Linked DNA regions of Mus musculus: regions 1, 2 and 4 are each linked to region 3. The links are chromatin contacts, called in public HiChIP or PLAC-seq and promoter capture Hi-C maps. All regions are on one chromosome and are shown on one strand. Each heading gives the region's core, a stretch centred on a gene start, on an enhancer-like site or on the middle of the called end of the contact. The rest is flanking DNA. Distances are from core to core; before and after follow the strand shown.

Region 1 (3,428 bases), core at 863-3,362, 390 kb before region 3:
CCAGGCACCAATAAAACAGATTTTAAAAAAGATGTTTCATTTTTGTCTTCTTCTTTTTAAAGATTTATTTATTTAGTATATGTAAGTACACTGTAGCTGTCTTCAGATACCCCAGAAGGGGACATCAGATCTCATTACGCATGGTTGTGAGCCACCATGTGGTTGGGATTTGAACTCAGGACCTTTGGAAGAGTAGTCATTGCTCTTAACCGCTCAGCCATCTCTCCAGCCTTTCCATTTTTGTCTTCTTTACATTCCATTAGTTCTGCACTCATCAGTGAAGACAGGAGCATCATTCATTGGGCCCCTACCACTCCTCTTATTCCATACCTCTGAGGTGGGCAGGAGCCACTTGAACCCTGTATCTTAGGTGTAGAAGCTGAAGTTTAGAGATGATGCCCAAGTAAGGCTACACAGAGAACAGTTGCCAGAATTAGGAGCTACACATAGGTCAGTGGCAGATAGGATAATCAAAGGCTCAGCAGCTGCCTGGGACGCAGGAGAGGATCAGAGACATAGAGATACCCTGCAGGCTTGGGATGCTGTGAGGCTCTCTTGGAGTGTTGAAGGGTGGTGCCCGTGTGGAGGCAGCAGAAAGGGCAGCAGCGACTCCCTCCTAGACTGCGTAGAGGGACTGGAAGAGGACTTAGGAAGCCCATTGTTGGCAGTCCTGGTCTAATGAGGAGCCCCAGCTGAGGCTAAGCTGTCTTGCCAGCAAAGCCACAGGCAGGGGGCCCTGCAAGGCAGCAGCCCTTGCCACTGGGATAGAAAAACAGTAAGGAACAGCCTTGGTGGGAAAGCTCAAGTATGAATGTAAGAAAAAAATACCCACTCAGGGGACCAAAAACCTCCTCTGGTTTGAATAAAGACCTGGCTTCTCCCTCAAGCATGGCTCCTTCTCTCCGTGGTGGTGGTGGTGCTGTGAAGCCGGTGGTTAAAATGCAAACTGGACCCAGGAGGGCTGACATTTAAGATACCGACCGGGTTGTGAGGCTGAATATGTTTGAGTCGTCCAGCTTAGCTACCGTGGCTTCCCCTATTCCCAGGCAGGAGGGAGGAAAGGCCACCGAGGGCCAGCTGCCCCAGAGCTCAGCAGGCTGGGCTGATCTTCCCAGCTTGCAAGGAACGTGTGAGCCATTTTCATTCTACCCAAGCCAAGCTGGCTCAACGGCTGCGCCTTTCTGTGATCGCTGGACGCTGAAGGGTGTTAGGAAGGAAGTGAGAGGGCGTGTATGTTGGAGACAGGTTTCAGGAGATGTCTCAGTTCTCCGAGCTCCTCAAGCCCATATGTTGTCAGGAGGCCAGGCACATTGTGGCTAACAGTTGGCTTCTTCTGGATGGATGCAGTATTGTCCCTCTTCCCAAGAAAGGCAACAGGGCATGTGAGTTTAGAATCGGGGATGTCTTAGTCAGTGTTCTATTGCTGTGAAGAGATACCATGATCACGACAACTCTTATAAAGATAAAAGATTTCATTGGGGGCTGGCTTATATATATTCAGAGGTTTAGTCCATTATCATCATGGCAGGAAGCATGGCAGCGTGCAAGCAGACATGGTGCTGAAGAGGTAGCTGAGAGTTCTACATCAGGATCAGCAGGCAACAGGAAGAAAATGAGCCACTGAGCCTGTCTTGAGCTTCTGAAACCTCAAAGCCCCCCCCCCCCCCCCAGCCGTGACACACTTCCTCCAACAGGCCACACCTCCAATAATGCCACTCCCTATGAGTCTCTGGGGGCCGTTTATATTCAAACTATCACATCTTGGCTAGGCTTTGGCTAAGTTATGTGACTCAAGAAAGTTCCTTAAAATCCATTAGCCACCACTGTGGTCACCACACCATGGTGAGGTGAGGCCTGGGAACCACTAGTATGAGGTGATGGAGAGAAGGGAGAGAAAAAGAAGCTGAATGGAGTGTGAACAATGAAGAGAGGTAGAACTGGAGACTCCAGGGTAGTGAGGAACAGCCTGATGTGTGTGGCCCTTGCTGCTACCTGAGACCATGGTGAGGTCCTGGCCCACGCTGCCTCTGAGGACCGTGGCCCCGAGGACTGTATGAGAGTGAGAGCTGTTTCCACCCCTTGCTGGCTTCAGCACTTAGGGGAGAGTGGGCCCTTAACCATGACAGGAAGCATAGTAGAGCTGGCCCTGGTGGCAGGGAATGGAGGTGAACCAGGCGGAGGGTGTGAGCCTGGGAGGGTTGGCCCCAGCCCCGGAGGGCCATGCAGTGGTGTGGGCAAGGAAGATGCCTCACCCCTTGCCAACTGCAGCATTCAAGGAGAGTGGGCCTCACCCCTCTCTGGGACAGTGCTGGAGGACTAGCCTTGATGGCACAGGAGTGGGAGAACTGGTGGGCTGACCAACTCAGTTACTATCAGGCCCAGATCCAGGGCTTTGAGCTGGTCCACCCCAGCATCTACCCAATCTGTGATCTCCTGGAGCTCGGGAAGGGTGAACTGCAGGACCAAAGTAAAGGAACTTTGTGACACAGGGCAGCAGCAGGATATCCTAGAGGAATTCTGGTGAGAATCCGGTATTGATAGTGTAGTGGAAGCCAGAGGCCTCCAACCGGACCAATGACTCATTGCAGTGAACATTTGCAAGTGAAGCTCTGTGGGCCAAGTGGGTATACTGTGTGACACACAGTGACACACTGTAGCTTCCACGGTACGATTTTTTTTAAAAAAAAGATTTATTTATTTATTTATTTATTTATTTTATGTATATGAGTACACTGTAGCTGTACAGATGGTTGTGAGCCTTCATGTGGCCTTTAGGACCTCTGCTCGCTCTGGTTGACCCCGCTCGTTTAGTCCCTGCTTGCGCCAGCCCAAAGATTTATTTTATTATTATACAGAAGTACACTGTAGCTGTCTTCAGACATGCCAGGAGAGGGCTTCAGGTCTCATTGCGGGTGGTTGTGAGCCACCATGTGGTTGCTGGGAATTGAACTCAGGTCCTTCAGAAGAGCAGTCAGTACTCTTACCCTCTGAGCCATCTCGCTAGCCCGGGATTTTTTTTTTTTTCATTTTTTTAATTAAATTTTTTTATCTTTTTTTTTTTTGGTTTTTCGAGACAGGCTTTCTCTGTGTAGCTCTGGCTGTCCTGGAGCTCACTTTGTAGACCAGGCTGGCCTCGAACTCAGAAATCTGCCTGCCTCTGCCTCCCGAGTGCTGGAATTAAAGGTGTGCGCCACCACGCCCCGCTAATTTTTTATCTTTTGTAAGGGTGGGGGATGAATATGAAAGGCCAGGGGACCAGTGGGATTGGGATGCATGATATGAAATTCACAAAGATTGATAACAACTTCAAATTGAATTGATTAGCCATACATTTTTCAATTGCAAGCACTTGCTCAAATAATATTTACCTCTTAGTGTTGTGGTCTCAGAGAAGTAAATGCCACTTCCACATCTTATCTTCGACATCC
Region 2 (3,313 bases), core at 90-2,589, 490 kb before region 3:
AAACACAGCTCACACATTCAAATCTCCATGTTTACGTGATTTTTCCTTTCCCTAGAATTTCCTCTCCCTCTTTTATCTTCTATCTACATTCTAACTAATCCACAAGGCACTGGGTCCATCTGTACCATGAGATCTTCCATAGTCTCTCACAACAGAACAGGACCTCTTCTTTAGAATGAAGACTCTGTGTGTGTGTGTGTGTGTGTCTGCCATGACCCCTTTCCCCTTTAGCTCCCCGCCCCCCCCCCCCCCCCCCCCGTTTTAGGCAAGGTCTCGACAGGAAGTAGATCCAGCCTGGAATGCACTATGTAGACCAGGCCTGCCCTATCTGGAGCTCTACCACACCCAGATTCCTTTTAGCTTTATTAAAGATGCTGCACAAAGGTCTTTGATTTCTATCTTTACCAAGTTAGAGTATGGTTTTGTTTGTAACATGAATCTCCCTATGTAGCCCACACTAGCTGCGAACTCACAATCATGTCCATCTCCTGAGTGTTGAGATTTCAGTTGCCCTAACAAGGAACACTGGCTTGTAGTATTCTTGGTATACTCCTCTCTTAGTTACTGTGAACATGCACCCATTGAACTTCCCGTGTTGAACCGTCCACCGTCTTACCATACTCACATTTTTTACTTTGTTTTTCCACTTCTGCCTTCAATCTCTTGTATTTGTCTGTCCTGTAAACCAGGACCCAGGTTATGCCTAAACAGTAAAAGCAACATGCTAATGAGAAATAAATGGAAATCACAACAAACCATCTTTAATTGTTAGTATTGGAGACAAAAGGATTTCGACATTTTGCTCTATACTTATCAGTAACTTTTTTCAAAGTCAGATCAACCCATGTTTTGTTTTGTTTTTTTCAGTGTATCCACAAATACGTAAAGAAAATCAGGACGTATGACTCCACACTACTCTCCTGCTTCTATAGGGGGATGAGCCCGGGATTTCTTGCAACGGACCACGCAGGCCGCAGGGAGTGAGGCTCCCGATCTTTGCTCATGGGGTGCGAGGGACCCCAGTGCCCTTCCACCCTGGGATTAATCAAACGTCCAAGGAAACAGCCGCCCTCACCCTCGGCGAGCAGCGCGGTGCACACGGAGATAAAGACGATGAGCAGCGTGTCTGCAAACATGGTGCTCATCTCGCCCGTCTGTCCCCGCGCTCCCACCCTCCGCGGGGGGAAAGCACTCCAGAGCCAGAGAGACCGGGAAGAGACGTGGCGGGACCGACCCTCGAGGAGCGCTACAACTTTGACAGCCCCGAGTCTACACTTCCGCTTCCGGGGCGCCGACCCGGAACTACAGGCTTCACTCCCGCCGTCTGGCCGCCATAGTCGGGAGAGAGCGGCAACGCGCAAGTCTCGGGGGCCGAAGGCGCGCGCCAGGCCCGGTCTCGCGAGAGTTGGAAAGCCAGGTCGGTCGGAGGATGGCGGTGTGGTGGCGGCGGCGTTGCGACCTCGGCAGTGCGTTACCTGCTCTCCGAGCCCGATCGCCTACCTCACACTAGAACCCTGTCACACGGTGGCTGGACTTCACCCGCATCCCCGCCTCCGTGGCCGAAAAGTTAGGCCACCGCGTGCGGAGCGTCAGGGTCTGGGGGCTCGCCCCGGTCCTGGGCTGGGCGAGCCGAGTCGAGGAGTCCTCGGGCGCTGGTTAAACCAGCCTTTATGATGCCGGGGACGCCGTTGGAGGAGAAGGGCTGCACAACTCGCTTGCTGCGGCCGGGCTTTTATTGGAAGGAACGGTGGCGCAGTCGAAGGGGAAGAAGTGAAAACGTTGAATTTGAGTTAGAAGTGTTTTGGGGGCTGGGCGGTGGTGGCGCACGCCTTTAATCCCAGCACTTGGGAGGCAGAGGCAGGCCGATTTCTGAGTTCGAGGCCAGCCTGGTCTACAGAGTGAGTTCCAGGACAGCCAGGGCTATACAGAGAAACCCTGTCTCGAAAAAAAAAAGAAAGAAAGAAAAAAAAAAACAGCCGGGGGGTTGGGGGGGGACGGACACGGGGATAGAAAAAGGTGTGGTGTGTAAAAGTAGGATGTCTTGAGAGAGCCTCATACACTCAGATGTCCTCCGTGATGGACTGTAAATTACCGTGTGCAAGCGGGGCGAGAAAATGACGGGAAGGCCTTGATATAAGAGCACTCGATTCCTCCCAATTCTCAGATCTGCTCTTTTTCCTCAAGAAAACTCAGAAGTCTTCCTTTGTGCGTCCTTGTGTTTTTTTGAGACAGGGTTGCACTATGGAGCCCTGGTTGACCTGGAGCACTCAAGAGACCCCCCTGTCCTAGCTTTCCATAACTGTGCCACCATGCCCAGTTTGACTTCCATTTTCTGTCATTGTTCTTCCAAATTTCACTGCACACAATTTATAAATCTTCTGTAGCATTACCTTTTTAGTTTCTCTTGCCTTATATTTATCCAGGACTCCTTTAATAGATATTAAATATATGTCTATTAAATAAAGATATAACTATAAATATACGTCTTTAATAGACATTAAATATATGTCAGGAACAGTACTGGGCCCTGTAAGATGGAGCAAGATAAGATTCCTTGGTTCCAAAATTCCCCAGGGAAATTGTACGCCATAGTAAGATAGAATTATAGCTAAAGTGTTGAGAGCGCAAGACCGATTCTTCACGGAGGATTCAGAAAAGCTTCAGAAGCCAGGCGGTGGTGGTGCACGCCTTTAATCCCAGCACTTGGGAGGCAGAGGCAGGTGGATTTCTGAGTTCGAGGCCAGCCTGGTCTACAAAGTGAGTTCCAGGACAAACAGGGCTCCACAGAGAAGCCCTGTCTTGGAAAACCAAAAAAGAAAAGAAAAGAATAGCTTCAGAAAGGTCAGTCTGAGCTGAGTCTTGATTTGAGCAGGAGTTCACACAAGGGTATGTTTTTATTTAATCTTCTACATCACCCAAGGTAAATGTTGAGATAGGACAAAGGGTTGACCTTTAGCTCTGCCAGGTTTTCAGTTCTGCTTGAGTCTACTGATTAAGGCTTTTAGCCTCAGTTTTCTGTAACCATTAATGGCACCAGCTGGGTAAAGCTGTTAAGAAGCTTGACTGAGACAATATGTACTGTATAGCATTTTATACGTGCTTGATGTGGAGTTTAACAAGTATGATGCTGACTATATAATATTAAGAATCTAGTTAAACCATACTATACTGTAGCTCTACATACACTAGCTTAAAGTTATGAAAAGGGGAGGGTTAGAATCGGTGAAATGGGGCTGGAGTCAGTGCTTTCTCTAAGCACTGTCTGCTCTTGCAGAAGATCTGAGTTCAGTTCCCCTGCACCCACATGAAAGCA
Region 3 (3,580 bases), core at 845-3,344:
GTGAAGCTCAACAGTTGAGGATCATTTCTGTCGTGAAGTTAAAGAGGACATAAGATGAAGTATTGGATTTTATTTGAGGAAAGGTTAAAAAAAAGTCAGTACTGGGAAACAACAAAGATACAGAATTCTAGAGAAAACTGACAGTTCTTCAGAGAACAGAAAAAGCTAACAACCAAAATCATACCATATTCCTACAAACATAAGAACAACACTAGTCAAGTGCAGAATACTGTGATCAAAACAAAACAAACAAAAACCCTGGGAAAGTAATGAACTCCTATCATTAAAAAGGTAAGAAATATGTGCATGCATGTATAGGCATGTGCATGTGAGTGCAGTGCTCATGGAGGCCAGAAGAGGGCGCCAGATCTCGTGGCTCTCGAGTTACAGGCACTTGGGAGCTGTCCCATGTGAGTGCTGGGAAGGAAATTCTGTTCTTCAGTATGTACTCTTAACCACTGAGTGCTCTCTCCAGCCTGAAAAATAAACACTAAAAAAAAAAAAAAAGACTTCCAGAAGAGACAGCAGAGAGGGAGGTATAAACAAATGCCACAACAAAAGCAATAATAATGCAGAGGAAGAAGATGAGAGAAAAATCAGCAATTACCACATCCCCCTAAGAATAGTGTTCACGTTTAATGCAGGTTTTAAAGTTTAGTATGTTCACTGTTCCGATTTTACACCTAGATTTTACAGAACTGTATTCATACAGTCGGCTACTGTATATTCTTCATCTATTACCACGAAATAACATTTTCCCATGTCATTTGTTTATAATTTTTATTTTACTTTATGTGTTTCAGTGTTTTTCTTGCACATGTGTCTGTATACTATGTGAGTGCCTGGCGCCCGCAGAGCTTAGAAGAGGAGAGCAGATCTTCTGGAATTGGAGTTCCAATCAGGTGGGTGCTGAGAACCAATCCTGAGTCCTCTAGAAGAACAACCACCTCACCACCCCTCCCCACGTTATTATGTCATATTAATATTGAGAGGCATTTTTAAGTGTCTGCATGATAGCCCAGAGAGGGGCTGGGTTCCCATTTACTTCTACCATTGCCGTGTCTGCTTCTTTGTCCCCAGCACTACTCAAAGGTTAAGCCCTCAGCAAATGAACCATTGCTCTTCCTGGACTTCAGCCATGTGATTAGGGGACAGGTATTGGGCTGGGTGAGGGATCCTACTTATCATACACCCCCTCCATCCTTTGGCTACCTTGCTGAGAGAGGCTGAAGCATAACTCATCAGAAGTTCCTTGGAGAGAACCCAGGTGAGGTGGGTAATCCTGGAGCTACCATGTCAGCCTGGGCTCCCAGAACAGCCAGCCTGAGAACTTCAAGCAGAGAGAAATGGAGAGGAGAGAAGGATGAGAGAGCCAGGGACTGGAAGAGAGGGGACACAGAGGAGAGGATTGAGCCCAACAGCTGTTACTCCACTGAGTAAGGCTCCTGGAACTCACCTCACTCTACGCCTTCCTGGAATCTGTCACATCAGCTGACATCTCCTTTACGTCTCTCATGCTCACGTGACATGACCGTCTTTTTTTAATTTACAAATTATTACGCTTTCCCTAGCATAACTTCAGGAATGGGAGTTTAATATTCAAGGTTTTTAGAGCAGATGGTTGATAAACATTGTCAAAGCGAACTGACCTAAGAGAACTTCCCCAGGAGAGAATCAGACAGTATCCAGTCCGGGCTTCAGAAGCCGGCTGACAGAGGGTTGAATTGTGAATTCTAAGATATTTGACAATTGACTTCATATATATGATATTTTCTTCACTTTCATATTCATTAACACTATAACCTCTAGCATTTGTTGAAGCTCCTGTGTGAGGCATATGGTAACCCGTGGTTTGCAGTTCTGGGTAAATTAATCCCAAGGGCATTCTTTCTCATGGCCTTGTTATGATCTGTAAAGCGAGAATGGACTGAAATAGCCAACAGGAAGCATCAAGCTGAGACAATGTTTTTCTCCTCCTTTTTCCTTCGGGGTATAATCTTAACCCTTCCTGTGCGGCCAGAATACAGAAGCCCCTTGACTTTTGCACAGACAAATCTGTTTCCTGTTTGTCACTCTAACTTGCTATCCGTCATCTCCTGGCCTTTGTACAGCAGTTGGTGTGAGATCAGAAATGACGCAAGCCACACAAGACTGGAGCCCAGCAGATGCAAGTAATATGCCGTGCTCTGAGGAAGAATAAAAGTCACAAAGACGCCAACTTTCTTTAGTTTGTAAATTTAATCCAGTTGTCCACAAACCAAGAAAGCTGGTTCTGAAGTTCACACGGAAACTTAGACAAACTGGAGCGACCAAGGGCGTTTCTGAGGACAAACATTAGTGAGGGCAAATTAGCCTCTTCTCAAGAGCAATGGCGTTCTACAACTTCAGTAATGAAAACAGTGGGATGTGGGTATCTGAGTGGACAAACAGACCATAAAACAGACTAGAAAAGCTAGAAAAAGGTCCAGCTAAGGAAATGATTTTGTAGATTTAGTAGTGAAGGGTGTGTGTGTGTCAAAATCCACATTAAACAGCACACCATTGGCAAGGTTCTGGACACAGGAAGAAGTGCCACAAATCACAGACTGGAATTCTATAAGGGGAGAGCTGCTCATAGTGAGGAAAACTACATATGCACCAGACCTTCCTCTAGAATCTTGTCTGTAGATTAAAATGTACATATGTAAAAATGTTAGGTGTGCAAAAGTTATTTTAGCCAATATATAGTAAGAAGTACAAGTGTCTGGCAATGGGAGCCTGGATAAACTGTGGTCTAACTGCACATTCGAATGCTAATCAGTTTCAACACCACACAGGAAGTGGCAGGGAGGCATCGAGGCAGTGAGGCAGCCGTTACTGAGCTCAGTGGGTGAAGAAAGCTTACAGCAAAAGCCTAAAGACCTGAGTCCAATCTCCAGAATCCATGTGAAAAAGCCAGGCATGGGGCGCATGCGTATTACCCAAGCATGGAGAAGCAGAGACAGGAAGATCCCTGAGGTTGGCTTAGCAGCCAGCCTAGCCACTCTGGAAGAGTTCTAGGTCAGTAAGAGACCCTTCAAACAAAGAAAGAAACAAAGTGAACAAAGCTTCCTGTGGAATGGACTAAGGTCCTCCTCTAGCCTTCACATGCACAGGTACACACAAGCACACATGCATACCATACACATGCACATACATGTAATCATATGAACAGGTATACACACACATAGAGACACACACAGGAGGACACACCACACACACACACACACACACACACACACACACACATACACACACACACACACACACACACACACACACACACACATCTGCCAGGTATGGTAGTGCATGCCTCTAGTCCCACACTAGGAGCAGGGAAGCAGGAGGATCAAGGTCAGAGTGTCAGCTAGTTTGGGCAAAGCCAGCCTGGGCAAATATCTCAGAAACAAAAATCAAATAAGCAAACAAATGAAAATAGGTGGCAAGATTGAATACTGTGTAATCCATCTGAATAGCAGAGGGAAGTGTTGAATGTGTTCGTAGTTGCTGCTATCTGTGTAAAGAAACACTGCAGAATTACGCAAGACAGGTGCCCTGTGAG
Region 4 (3,528 bases), core at 660-3,159, 470 kb before region 3:
CTTCTCCCCCCAAGTCCCAAGATTTCTCTGTGCAGCCTTGACTGTCCTGGAACTCAGAGATTTGCCTGCCTCGGCTTCCTAAGTGTTGGGGTTAAAGGCATCTGCCAACAATACCCAGCTAAATCCTTGGTGTTTTTCCACTAAAGAATTGGAAGTTTCTTATTTCCTTTTTGTTTTTTGAAGTCAGTAAGAGAGAAGATGCACTATATCACGTTGGACTGATTCGTTACTCTTTAACGATGTTTTCAAAAACAAGAAAGTGTGTTAGACTTAAAATTTTTTATTTCTTTTTAAACTTAAAAATTGTAGCACAGTGGTGGCTGCACATACCTTTACTCCCAGGACTCTCTCAGGAGGCAGAGGCAGGAGGATCTCTGTGAGTTTGAGACCAGCCTGGTTTATAGAGTTTCAGGATACAGAGAAACCCTGTCTTGGAAAAGAAACAAAAACAAAACAAACAAAAAAACCCAAACAAAACCCTGTTTTATGTATATAGGCGTTTTGCCTGCATGTATATCTGTGCACCAGTGTTCCTGGTGGAAGCAGGGCCAAGAAGTGGGCATCAGATCCCCTGAAGCTGCCAAGTGAGTGACGGGAATTGGACCCACATACCTCTGGACAAGCAGCCAGTGTTTTTGTTGTTGTTGTTGTTATTGTTGTTGTTGTTGTTGTTATTGTTTTTGATTTTTCGAGACAGGGTTTCTCTGTATAGCCCTGGCTGTCCTGGAACTCACTTTGTAGACCAGGCTGGCCTCGAACTCAGAAATCTGCCTGCCTCTGCCTCCCAAGTGCTGGGATTAAAGGTGTGCAGAGGCAGGTGGATTTCTGAGTTCAAGGCTAGCCTGGTCTACAGGTTTCTGGTTCTAGGACAGCCAGGGCTATATAAAGAAACTCTGTCTCGAACCCCCCCCCAAAAAAAAAGAGGTTCAGAGTTCAGAGAAGCGGAGATTCTAGTACTACCTTTCAGGTGTGCCCAGCAAAACTGCCCTTTCTGGTTCCTTTAGGAGTCTTTTCAAGCCCCAATACTCTACAGTGATATTCAGGCATTGTTCTAAAAACTTTACCTATGATAATTCATTTTAGCCCATCAAAAATCCTAGCGTGTATCATTTTTATTTTCATTTAATAGAGCACTGAGGCACATTGGCCTTGCTTATGGAACTTGATGTGAATGAAGACATCTGGCTCCCGCGGTGAAGACTCCTTTTTAGTCTCCATTTGGTACTGTTTTCCTAACTAAGTGACAAATTGCCTGCCTCTAATAAACTAGGTCAGTTAAAGTCATCAATGAATGGAAATGGCATTGTTATGTTTCTATTTTCATTAACCCTAGCTCCACGGGAATGTCAGTACTGCGGAGCTAGGATGGTGTGGAAGGGCACTGGTTTTTCAGGGAGGAGTAACCGTCCCCGAGTCACCCTTCTTTTAGGGAGTCACATGAGGACAGACCTGCTAAGGAAAATGGCACTTGGGGGTTTCCAAGACAGGAACTCTCTTAAGCCGAGCGGGTGACACACTATTTTGGCACACGGAGGGTGGGAAGGGAGTCTCTGAAAACACAAGTTTCAGTGAGGATGAAGGGTCTAGGCATTAATTCTCCATCTTCATATTCCCAGCCTTTTCCAGTTTTGCGTCTCAAACCTCCAGTCTCTGCTCTGCTCTGGCAGTCTCTTCTAGCTTTTGATCTCTTTTGAAATAGGACGCAGAGTGGCGCATTAAGACGCTGACCTAGCCGGTTTCTTCACCCCTCCACCCCACCCCCCGCTCCGTCCCAGAAAGGGTTAATCCGGCGGGTGGGGAGGGGAGTGGCGCTCACACCTTTCCCAGAGACCTCGGGCGGCGGCGGGGCCCGGGCGGGGCGGAGGCTGGGGCCAGACTCCTGGCGAATAGCAGCGCGCAGCCCGCCCGGATTGGAGCAGCCTCATCACGCTGACCTCTGCCTGGGATGTAAACCCCACGGGCCGCCACGGGCACAGGAGAGCTCTCGGCACCTCCGGGAAAGCCACCTCGGCCTCCCCCGCGCCCGGGCTCCAGCCGCGGCCGGCCCAGCCTCGACCTCAGCAGCGACCAGCTGCTCCTGCGAGGAGCCGAGCGAGCCCGGTCGCGGGCGGGGAGCGTGCGTCGGTTCGCACAGGCTGCGAGAGGAGGGGCGGCGCGAGTCATGGCCGGGGACAGCGAGCAGACCCTGCAGAACCACCAGCAGCCCAACGGCGGCGAGCCCTTCCTGATCGGCGTGAGCGGGGGCACGGCCAGCGGGAAGGTAAGAGTCCGCGCGCCCTGCTCGCACGGCGGGCGGCGCATGTGGCCGGCGCCCGCGGGCCGTGTCAGTTGCAGCCTGCCACCGCGTGGCCCGCGGGATCCTCGTTCCGGGCCGCCGCGCTCCGGCGCCGCCAGACCCCGCGCAGGCTCGGTGCGCGGCGTTGGGGACCAGCGGGGGGACCCGGGCGACCGAGGGTCCAGGATGCGGGTTCCTCCTACAAGTCCCCCGCAGGGATGGTGCGCTCCCTCGCTGGTTCCCGGCGGCGGCTGTGACTCGTGGTCAGGGTCTTGTGGGGGAGGGGCGGAAAGCGGATGCTTATTGTTTTGCAAGTCGGGTGTAAGGACCCGGCTTTCGGGGCTTCCCTCGGAGCCCCGGTACGCTCCTCCGCCCGGCTTGGCCCTGGCCCCGGCCCAAGCCTGTGGGCTGCGAGGCTGGCCGGGATGCGCGAGGTGGCGCGCCCGCTGCCGGGAGCCCACCTGGGGGTTGCAGGGCTTTCCGGGAGAGCCGAAGCTCGATGGGCACAGTCACGGATGGGATGACAGCAGGGGCTGCTGTCTTTTATGCTTAGAAGAGAAAACCGCATCAGTCTCAGTGAGAAAGTTGTACAGGCTCCATGCTCTTCGGTGTCCGGGTCGCTCGCTCCTTGGATCGCAGGGAAGGGGTTACCGAGTCTGACTTTGCGAGGAACCTCTTTCCTTTGTATTTTCTCCTGCACGGCAGCGAGGGGCGACTTGACTTAACCTCGGGTCTTTACTGCAGGTGGAGAAGGGTGGAGCCCTCCCAGATGGTTCTTTCTTTACTCCCCCTCGCTCCCTTTTAGGATGTGGCTGCTTGTTCGCCTGCCGTTTAACAGCCGCCAAGTTCAGTGGGCGCTCGGGCTCCATGAGGGGCGCCCGAGGGAGCTGGGCGCCGCGTGCGGCCGCTGGTGAGGCCGGATGGTGAGTCCCCAAGGCTGGGCAGCGTGGAGCAGGAAGGCTGGATGGCGCCATGAGACGCGCGCCACGCGCCACGAGGTTTTAGCTTCCAGCCCATTTCTCCTTGGCCCCTCCTCCATTTTGATTTTTACGTATTTTCCCTCCAGGTCTGGAGTACTTTAGCTCAGCAGCCCAGATTCGGCGTTGTGTGCCGCAGACTCCAGTATTGATGAATTTCGCCTCTAGTTTAGCTTCCATGGCTAGGATTCTGAAATGCTGTTTAGGTATCGGAACTTAGGGTCCCCCCCCCCCCCGCCTTTTGCCTGTTAACGAGCTAAACTTTAAAAAAAAAAT

Evidence for each region. Promoter capture Hi-C pulls out the DNA fragments that hold promoters and counts their contacts. HiChIP or PLAC-seq counts read pairs in DNA pulled down with a chosen protein or histone mark.
Region 1: a contact with region 3 is called in an H3K4me3 HiChIP or PLAC-seq map of embryonic basal ganglia, with 4 times the contacts expected there. The contact joins two enhancer-like sites. A contact is called at or near these places in 2 of 15 datasets of contacts at CTCF or cohesin (the NIH/3T3 cell line and large pre-B cells), 1 of 484 Hi-C or Micro-C datasets (cortical neurons) and 2 of 115 datasets of contacts at active chromatin or transcription factors (embryonic basal ganglia and large pre-B cells).
Region 2: a promoter capture Hi-C map of pre-B cells shows a contact between it and region 3, with 4 times the contacts expected there. The contact joins the promoter of Tmco1 here to the enhancer-like site in region 3. A contact is called at or near these places in 5 of 39 promoter capture datasets (the C10 cell line, the HPC-7 cell line, HPC-7-derived erythroid cells and 1 more), 1 of 484 Hi-C or Micro-C datasets (the G1E-ER4 cell line), 4 of 115 datasets of contacts at active chromatin or transcription factors (the 230-238 cell line, bone marrow-derived macrophages and large pre-B cells) and 1 of 9 other capture datasets (macrophages).
Region 4: an H3K4me3 HiChIP or PLAC-seq map of bone marrow-derived macrophages shows a contact between it and region 3, with 6 times the contacts expected there. The contact joins the promoter of Uck2 here to the enhancer-like site in region 3. A contact is called at or near these places in 1 of 39 promoter capture datasets (the C10 cell line), 1 of 484 Hi-C or Micro-C datasets (the G1E-ER4 cell line) and 5 of 115 datasets of contacts at active chromatin or transcription factors (the 230-238 cell line, bone marrow-derived macrophages, large pre-B cells and 1 more).

The regions. Positions count from the first base shown.
Region 1 is chr1:167,206,260-167,209,687 of GRCm38.p6, reverse strand. No RefSeq gene overlaps it. Among named protein-coding and RNA genes, the nearest start is that of Gm46170, 59 kb to the left of the region's middle. Within about 2 kb of position 2,112, at least 5 of the 459 cell types and tissues checked have an H3K27ac peak or open chromatin away from gene starts, as enhancers often do.
Region 2 is chr1:167,306,696-167,310,008 of GRCm38.p6, reverse strand. It overlaps Tmco1 (transmembrane and coiled-coil domains 1), which reads right to left and starts at 1,339. Exons shown (of 7, transcript NM_001039483.1): 1 at 1,076-1,339; 2 at 626-703. The coding sequence starts at 1,145.
Region 3 is chr1:166,818,110-166,821,689 of GRCm38.p6, reverse strand. No RefSeq gene overlaps it. Among named protein-coding and RNA genes, the nearest start is that of Gm33404, 35 kb to the left of the region's middle. Within about 2 kb of position 2,094, at least 60 of the 459 cell types and tissues checked have an H3K27ac peak or open chromatin away from gene starts, as enhancers often do. A contact at or near this core is called in the 230-238 cell line, the G1E-ER4 cell line, the HPC-7 cell line and 4 more, where this site is marked.
Region 4 is chr1:167,283,508-167,287,035 of GRCm38.p6, reverse strand. It overlaps Uck2 (uridine-cytidine kinase 2), which reads left to right and starts at 1,909. Exons shown (of 7, transcript NM_030724.3): 1 at 1,909-2,260. The coding sequence starts at 2,162.